Linked DNA regions of Rattus norvegicus: region 1 is linked to region 2. A link is a contact called in public Hi-C data. All regions are on one chromosome and are shown on one strand. The core of a region is the stretch at or near the end of the contact, and the rest is flanking DNA. Distances in the headings are between cores, read along the strand shown.

Region 1 (4,674 bases), core at 694-3,193, 59 kb before region 2:
GTGGTAGCACTCCTTTAATCTCAGCCCTGGGGAGACAGAGACAGGTGGATCCCTGAGTCCAAGGTCAGCCTGGTCCCAGGACAACCAGGGTTACACAGAGATACCCTGTCTCGTGGGGAAGCAGCAGGGAATGAATAAATACAGCTTTCTCTGGACTTTGCTACAAGGTGAAATTCATTATAAACTCAGTAAGTTTGGCCATATTTTTGACATAACACTCCTAGAACATCTCAGGGAAATCGTCAGAGTTCAGGTTGAATATACAACGCTCTACGCAGAACTGCCAGAGTTCCATCCCTGCCTCAGATGCATAGAGCAGTGAAGAGAAGCTGCAATTGGTCAACAGACCCCAACACAACAATGACACTGACATCAGCTGGTTTGCTCAACTCACGGTGAATTTCTCCAGCACCGCCTGGAACTACAGTCTACTTTTGCTATGAAGGCATCTTGAGAAAACAAGTAACCCAGCTTCTGAATGTAAAGACGACAGAGAAGGCACTGCTCAGCTAGACACATTTTTAGCAAACACTTTTAGCCTCATGAGAACACGCTACGTCCTTGGATACTACAAGCATGTCGTAGACGTCACGGTCCTGCTTGCTGCTCACAGCGTCCCAGCACATCCCCTTCCTTAGCTTCCTAAGTCAGCAATGGCGACCTACCACAGCCTTTCCTAGCAGGAGTTTTCTCTTTTAGGGAAGATGAAACAAAGAATGTGATTTGTTTTGTGTCCTGGTATTCATGCCCGCACTACACAGGACACATTGTAGGATCTGAGGACAGGACCGCCCTCTGCCTCGTCCTGTAAGACCACGAATTAATCCTTACATTCATGAAGATGAGACTTGGGAATCAGTGTTGATTTTTCCCAATTATTAAATGCTCCAACTCCAGTTACCAAGTGGAAAAGCTAAAAAACAAAAATGTGGGGTAGAGAGACGGTCCTCTTCCAGGAGCACGTTCCTTTCCTAGCGCCTAAACAGAAACTCTGACTCTAGGCCCGGGAAATCAGACTCGGTGAGTGCTGCATACGGTGCACAGACATGCATACAAGCAAAACACCCGCACGTAAAAAATAGAATGGTCGGTAAGTCGTCTCCCAAAATGCCTGACAAGGAGAATCTAAGTTTTCCTCAGAACGGCCTGGGATGTCCTATGCTGACAACCATAGTCCATGGTGGGTGAGGGACAACGTGGGAGTCAGGCAGCTTTCCTTCAGCTTCCAACTTTTCAGTCTGCCTCTGAAACAGAAGCATTTTTCCTTTATCTTTATGACCAGGGTAGTTCATAGCATCTCTGTACGTGTACGGTCTATTACAATTAGAGACAGCTACCATCTCTCCGCTTTCCTTGAGCTTCTTGTCGACTATTTTAATAGCAGGAAGTCCTGTCCACCCCACACTGTGGACTCCACCACAGCATCTATTTAAAAGTGGCATCGTGGAGACTCCATTGCGACCTGGATACGCGTGGTCACTTGGTGTATGGTCACCTGCAGGAGCAACTGTGACAGACCTGGCTGTCTCCACTCGGGAAGCGTGTGCCACCTCTTCTAATTTTCATCAAACAGCTGAAAACATATCAACATGTTTTTATAAAATTACTAAACCAAGCAAAGATTAAATATCACTCATGAGAAGATACCTTATAGTGTTATAAAACCGCACATGTGAGAAAAGACAGAGATATGGCTTAAATTTAGCAGCGTGGGATAAAATAAGAACAATGTAAATATATACATGGGAGAGGAGTTCCCGAACCTGAGACCCGCCACTCACATTCACAGACCTCTTAAAGGGCACTCACGGTAAAATATACACAAAGGCGCCCGGAGGAGAGCGCCCCACATTTAAATGCATCACTGAACTAGGCAGATCGGTGTTAACTGTTTGACTGGGAAACAGAAACTGAACCCCACCCGTGTCAAAATTAATTCCAGATGGGCTGAGTCACAAGGAAAAAATGAGGCTATACTTCAGAGATCGCCATCAGACCTCGGAATGAAACACTGTCTAAGGAAAGCTGAACCTTCTGCATTTCAGAACAGTGCACAGCCACCCAGCTAACAGGGTAAACAACAAAGGAGGGGAGGGAGGCTGCCACCAATGTCAGAAAGGAACTGGACGCTCAATTCACGGCTACCTTTATACCTTTTACCAACACGTTTACCTTTCCATAAAAAATAAACCATAGGGGCTGGGGATTTAGCTCAGTGGTAGAGCGCTTACCTAGGAAGCGCAAGGCCCTGGGTTCGGTCCCCAGCTCCGAAAAAAAGAACCAAAAAAAATAAATAAATAAATAAAATAAACCATAAAAACATGAATGTAACTACATATTGTGCCAGAATTTTACTTTTGTTTTGGGAGAGAGAGGATTTTTCGTATTAAATTTTCTTTAATGTGACTATCTTTGTACAGTTATCTACATTTCAGAACTTTTCTTGAGAAACTAAAAGGTTTACCTCTCACATATAAACATTAAATAACATCCAGTGTTTGAGGAGTCTAGAGAATTTAACCATTTTCTTAGGGCATTCCAAGTCTTCTCTCTGTATATGAGTGAGGAGGTGAAGGGACTACTCCTCACAGGGCTTAGGACCCAGTGCGAGCAGCTATCACCAAGGATGCTCTTCCAACACCCCATGAAGCAGAGTCCTCCACCTCCTTTCCATTCTCCACGCCCCACTAACATCCCGCTGCCAATGAGACCCAGTCCCGGGGTGAGTCTACCCACTTCAGCACCCTGTGTGCCCCAGGGCCTCACGCTGTGCCTTCTGAGGCACAAGTAGGTGCTTTATAACTAAAATGAAAGTAACAGGATTACCCACAGCAACACTCCTGTTTTACCAAAGCACTCGATATGATAAACCACTCCAGTGGGCTGGTCTCACCAACACTTTGCAGTTGTTTACAGAATCTTGGTAAGTCAGTTTTTATTAAATCTATCTGTTAGACATATTCTTGGAAAGAAATGTTTTTAAAATGTGACGAGTTTGGTCCCAGGCAGGAGTGAGAAGTGATAATCTATGAAACAACATTTGTTTCAAGTCCCGTGTTTAAATTTTTGTGTCAAACTCCGCTCTCTCCACGGTCAGCTGAATAGTCAGTCAGTCAGACCAGTCTGGGGCGTCCACTTCATTCTTACATGCTCCTGCTACTAGTTCAGAGGGGTCCGAGAAAGCAATTTTAGATTCTTGTACTTGCACAGTTTACTCGTGTGCTTGCCTCTAATGAGCAATGGCTTTCAAGGTGCTTGGGGACACTGCAAAATAAATGCCAACACTGTCCAGAAGAAGGAAAGAGCGTGGAAATGAGTTAAGAGATGAAGCAAGCCTTATGTAAATGTCCAGCGGCACCATTACACAGCCCAGTGTACACAGTGTCTTGCCAGCGTGCCAAGGCCAGTGAGCGCTCACACAGGGTTGGATCCCATGAAGCCCACAGGAAGAAAAACAGAAGAACCTGCAAAACAGAAACAAGCCCAAACCTGGCAGACATGCGTCAAGGAAGGTACAGCAAAACAGAACAAAACCATCCAGAGAACCCTAGAAGGCTTTTTACATCCAATTTACAAAAACCGCCTATTGCCTTAGATTACATTTAAACCAGAGCTAAACATGTCATTAGGCTTCTGGAAACGAGAGAATGCAGGCACAGATGAAACCAAAAAGCCCCACAGAGAGGCACAGCAGGTGAGGTCAGCACATGGGGAGAGGAGAAGTCAAGATGCTGACAGAGACACCTGGAGACTCCCAGGCCTGCAACTTTTAAATACTCTGTTGTTATCTCCACAGGAAAACAGTTCTGTGCTGTTCAAGAAGCTCTTCAAACTAAGAAAGTCTTTATTAAAGCATATCATGCAAGCACGCTAGCCAAAGGAACACAAAGATGGGGTTGTCAAAAACTGAGTGTCTAGAAAGCAGGGACACACATGTGTGTACACACACACACACACACACACACACACACACACACACACACACGGACCTAAACTGCAACTCCTCTCTAGTTCCTACAGAACTATTATTGACCAAACAAGCTCCTTTCTAGATATCTATGGTAAGGCAAGGTGGAGGCTTCTGGAAGGTAATAAATGAGACATGATCATTAAAGATTTAACGACATAATGTAAGGGATGGCTATGTATGTACGACTCTTAGAAGCAACCACTTCTGTTTATTATGTTTAAGGGTAGGGAGTTTTCTAGGGTCCCACTTGGTTTTTCCAGGGGTCACCAACAGACAGGACAGCAATTCCCCATACTGTACTGACCAAGAATGTAGCTAAATTCTTCAAAAACCCTGCTGCCAGAAACAGGACTTAGAGATAGTATTTGGTCACTGCACAGCTTGAGCCATACACTAGATCAGCGCAGTAATCTCTCCCTGTGAGGGGCCCGTTTAGAACACAAAGGAAGCCCAGGAGAAGGGAAAAGGCATCGGAGAAGATTTTGCTAATGTTCAACAGAAGAAAGAAACAATACAAAACCTGCGCAGGGGAAGGGCCAGGGCTTTTTCTGTCTATGAATATCAAGGGAAAGGGGACAAAGTTCACATCCCCAGTGCTGTGTGGAAGAAAGTAACAAACATGGAAGGTCTCTTCCCTACTTCAAATTTATTTTGGCTGTCTCTTTGCTCTCAGTGGTTGACAACTCATAAATGTTTTGTCTCTC
Region 2 (4,755 bases), core at 1,472-3,971:
CTCTGTCTCAAAAAAGGGGGAAAAGGGGACAATTTAAAGGCAGAGAAAATCACACAGAGCTTTGTCTACAACACATGGTAGACAATAACTTCAGAAGAAAACTACTTGAATTCAGTTAAAACACTGACACCTTCCTGGAGAACAGCTTCTGCTCCATGGGATCACCAACTCCAGGCTCCAAGCTCAAGGAAATATTAGGCCACCAGGACAGGCTCCTTTCCGCCTTCCTCCCTCTTTGTATCCACTTCTCACCAGCATGCACTCTGGCAAGCCACCTCCATTACAGCCACAGCCCTCTTCCCTCAGTTCTTACCGTTCCTGGTCACTTCTGTAAGGAAGTAACAACCATCTCTCCTGATCAAAAGTCATCCCTGGCTTCTGGTACCCAAGCATGCAGGAGTGCCCCCTCCTGAGGCTAGTAAGACATCGCGAGAGTCAGTGCTTGCACAAGGGAACATGGTGCATATGTGTGTGGTGACGCTGGACGTCGGCAGCCAGGCTGTCTGCTGGACACACTGGACACACTGGCTCTGCTCCAGCAGGAGTCCTTCAGTCTCAGCTTTTCTAAGAGTAGCCCCCGGCTGGGGTTGGGGATTTGGCTCAGTGGTAGAGCGCTTGCCTAGGAGGCGCAAGGTCCTGGGTTCGGTCCCCAGCCCCAGAAGAAAAAAAAAAAAAAAAAAAAAAAAAGATGGGTCTCCTGTAACCCAGGCTGGCCTTAAATGTAAAAAAATGACCACGAGTAATGTTAAGGGGCTGGGGATTTAGCTCAGTGGTAGAGCGCTTGCCTAGGAAGCGCAAGGCCCTGGGTTCGGTCCCCAGCTCCGAAAAAAAAAAAAAAAAAAAAAAAGAACCAAAAAAAAAAAAAAAAGAGTAGCCCCCAGACCAGCAGCAGTCTCGTCACCAGGGAACTTGCTAGAAACAGTTACTCCACACCCCAGGAGAAACAGGCTGGGGGCTAGCAGAGGCTCAGAGAGAGGGAGGCAAGGAGGCCTGTGCTATGTCTGTACTCCAGGGATGACCTCTCAGTCCCCAGAACGGAATCTGCTCCTCTTCTATCCCCGTGTTGTTCAGAGTACCTCTCCCCCTCCAGCCTTCAAAGTCAGACCAGTCTTTCCTCACCCAGAAAGCTGTTCCAGGTCTCTCTGAGTGTCCCCACCGGCTTCTGGACTCACCTGAACTAATCTCCAGTTCCACTCAGTCAACACTAGTTAAAACAGTAACGGAGCAAGATGCCAACATTAAGCGCTCTCGCGGCAGGCATTACAAGAGACTGCACAAAGTCCATATTTAGGGGGAAAAGGGAGGCAGCATTGTGCTATAGACTCTGAGGCTATACACCCAGTCCCGAAACATTTCAACCAGCAGTGGCCTGTGAACAGCTTCCGGGAAAGTAGCTGCTAAGTACCATGAACTCCCAGGCCTCTAGAGCAGCCTCTAGAACAGCCTCTAGAGCAGCAGTTCTCAACCCATGGGTCATGACCCCTCTCAGGGCTGAACGACCCTTTCATAGGGGTCACCTAAGACCACCAGAAAAGACTATTTATACTGGGATCCATAACAGTAGCAAAATTACAGTTGTAAAGTAGCAATAAGAATAATTTTATGGTTAGGGGTGACCAGGGCATGAGAAACCGTATTAAACGGTGGCAGCATTAGGAAGGCGGAGGACCACTGCTCTATGGTTTGCATCCTGACATACGAAAGGGGACTGCTGCAAACTGGACAGACTACAGCTAAAAGAACAGCTCGGCTTATTGCTGGCATTTGGTCCATCTCTCTGTCCTTCCTTATTGCTGGCATTTGGTCCGTCTGTCCTTCTTTCCCTTCACAAGGAAGCTTATAGGTATGAGCTACCCTGCATCGCCTAACACCAACTTTGTTTTTTGGGGTTTTTTGGGGGGGTTTTTTTTGTTTGGTTGGTTTTTTGTTTTTTTGAGACAGGGTCTCTCTATGTGAACCCTGCCAGCCTAGAACTTGCTATGTAGTCCAGACTGGCCTCGAACTCAGAGATCTGTTTGCAGCTGTAGCCTGAGACAGCAACTTTTGAGTAGCACTTTCACTGAAAGGTTCTTGGCAGCCTGAGGGAGAGCAGGCCGAGTCACAAGGACAGATTTCATGTATTAGATCAAAGTGGTGGCACCCTGGAAAGAGCAACCACATTCTTCCAAAATCCCAGTTACACCAGACAAGAAAGGAGAAGAAAACGTACTGCCAATCAAAGCTGGTAACATTTACCATATGACAGAAAAAGTCCAATCTCTCTCTCCCTCTCCCATTTCCTCTCCCATTCCCTCTCCCTCTCCCTCTCCCTCTCCCTCTCCCTCTCCCATTCCCTCTCCCACTCCCTCTCTCTCCCTCTCTCTCTCTCTCTCTCTCTCTCTCTACACACACACACACACACACACACACACAGTGTCAAGTTAGGAAAACTTATTGTATTATCTGGCTTTCCACACAATCCCAAAATAACAGAAAAAAAAAAAAAAACAACGTAAAGATGATTTATTTTGGCTGTTTCAGGCCAAGGCTGGCCTGCTCCATTGTTCTTGGTCCTGTGGAGGATCACAGCGTAGTTTGGTGCTGCTGACCTTGAAGCAGCCTGAAGCAGGGAGCAGCACATGTCCCACTGCCCCAGTTTCTGCCGCCTCCCAACCTCTGTCTACACTGAGTCCATCAACGCTTTGCCCATGGATGAGTCAGAACAACCCAATGCTTCTCAACACTGCTGCCCCAAGCAAGCTCTCAGGGCTGGACACTTGAGCAACTAGCCACACCCACTCTCTCAACACCTCAAAGAAGGGTTTTGGTTTTTTTTTAATTTTTTAAATGCCAAAACCAGGCCCAAAAGATAAAAACCCACATGTTTCGAGTCATTTTGTCCCTCTTGGTGAGAACAGTACAAATCTTTCCGATGGGAGCTTCTCCATTTCCGCATCTGAATGTTCCTCATCTCCATGTAAGCTGTAAGGAGCACAAGGCAGAAAGCAGGGTGGGATTTAGCACAAAGGCTCATGCATACTGGCGCACACACACACACACACACACACACACACACACACACACACACACACACACGGAGAAGGGGAAGGGGAGGGGGAGAGAGACGGAGACAGATACACAATAGCTGGACCAACACAGTCCATTTAAAAAATCTTTTTGTGTGTGCATGTACCCACAGAGGAATGTGTCAGGTCCCCAGGAGCTAGAGTTACAGTGATTACAAGCCACCTGACAGGCCTGAAGAACCGAACAGGAGAACGGCAGGCATCCCGCACTGCTGAGAGTCTCACCAACCCCAAATGGCCTTTTCTAGTTCCAAGATTTCAACTTCTCAAGACCCCTTCATGACTACAGAAAATGGTCTCGTTTTCAGAAATTGAGTTTTCTAAAAACACACAAAATAGCCATGAGAGACGAAGCAAATAAACCCACACACGCCTGAAAGGAGCTCAAAGCAGAGAACTCTCCCTAACAGCCTCACCGTCTGTCCCGCTAGTGAGAGGAACAGGCTGTCGGAGTGTGAACGGAGTCACTGCTGCGGCAGCCCTGTAGGTGTGACTCATAATTAGGCATCTGCCTGCCTGTCAGAAGGCTACATCTCCAAGCCTTGGGGTCAACATGAGGACAAGTTTGAAAAACATCTCATCGGGCTGCACAGTTATTAAGCCAACTGGCAAAGCAAGAAAACCCAATTTCTGAAAGCTAGAGAGACAAGGGCACATAACGAAAACAGTCTGGCACGTCCAGGGTCAGCAGTGACATCAGCGCTGTGCGCTACACTCGGAAGGTGGCTGACTGTGACGGCTGGAAGTGCACTCTGCTGTCGAGTCAAAGTGGTCCGGGATTTTTCTGGACTGGTCTGTGGTTAATACAAACACACAGACCCAGAATCGCAGTGTGACTGTGGCCAACAGGCTCCTAAGTGTGTAGAATGTGCCCCAACTTCCGCTCTAGTATCTATGCCTTTGGGGATCAAAACTCCACAGGATGCTTCTAGCCTCACAACAACGGGCCTGTATTAGATGGAGTCTAATACAGGAGTCCATGAGCTCTCCCAAACCATCGCCACTCCCAACTCCAGGCGGCTGCTTCCTATCAAAACCAGCGGCAACAGGGCAACTCCAAGTAAGTTTGGCTTAAACAAGACGCAAGGGGTCTGGAAAGCCTCTCTTCCACCATTTATCATAGATTCTACACCGAGGATTCCTCAGCTGCCGGCTGCCTGTGGGAACACCACAAGGCCGCTCACTCAAACAAAACATCTATAAACATTCCACCAATGACAGCGGCAGAAGTCAACTTTCTCTGTGCGCTGGCATCTGGGGCCAGGGGCAGGGCTACAGAGGACAATGCACCCGCTGCATGTAAAATGCTGCGCAGAGACCTTAAAGATCAGAAAAGGGGGCTTTGCTATGGTCAGAAGAGTAGGTGCCAAAAACTAATGCATCAGGGAAGCTGGGAGTTGACACTCAGGGCCGAGACTCAAGTCTGAGTGACATGTCTCATGTCACTGTGCTCGATTTCTCGTCTCTGCTCCCTAATCAGTCCGATGGATACTGAAGCAGTATTATGGACCAAACAATCCTCGCACTCAAACGATACCATAAGCATTCTATTCAGGTCAGCAGGCCACCAAGCTCAGGCTGAAGGTGTGCTACATCTGACAAGCTGTTTCACACCTTCGTCCTACACGCAAGGGGAAGCAGAGAGTGCATGTTCCACAGAAGACTAAGGCTCACTGCTTAGTTTATCTGC

The links. A called contact is a pair of places that touch in the nucleus more often than the background predicts.
Region 1: a contact with region 2 is called in a Hi-C map of the A7r5 cell line, with 1.8 times the contacts expected there. The contact joins two enhancer-like sites. A contact is called at or near these places in 3 of 12 Hi-C or Micro-C datasets (the A7r5 cell line, the Rat2 cell line and Schwann cells).

Annotation. Positions count from the first base shown.
Region 1 is chr19:47,441,225-47,445,898 of GRCr8, reverse strand. The region is part of intron 4 of Arhgap10 (Rho GTPase activating protein 10); the gene reads right to left. Among named protein-coding and RNA genes, the nearest start is that of Arhgap10, 91 kb to the right of the region's middle. Within about 2 kb of position 1,943, at least 9 of the 93 cell types and tissues checked have an H3K27ac peak or open chromatin away from gene starts, as enhancers often do. A contact at or near this core is called in the A7r5 cell line, where this site is marked.
Region 2 is chr19:47,382,852-47,387,606 of GRCr8, reverse strand. All of the region lies in intron 1 of Arhgap10 (Rho GTPase activating protein 10), which reads right to left. Among named protein-coding and RNA genes, the nearest start is that of Arhgap10, 32 kb to the right of the region's middle. Within about 2 kb of position 2,721, at least 21 of the 93 cell types and tissues checked have an H3K27ac peak or open chromatin away from gene starts, as enhancers often do. A contact at or near this core is called in the A7r5 cell line, where this site is marked.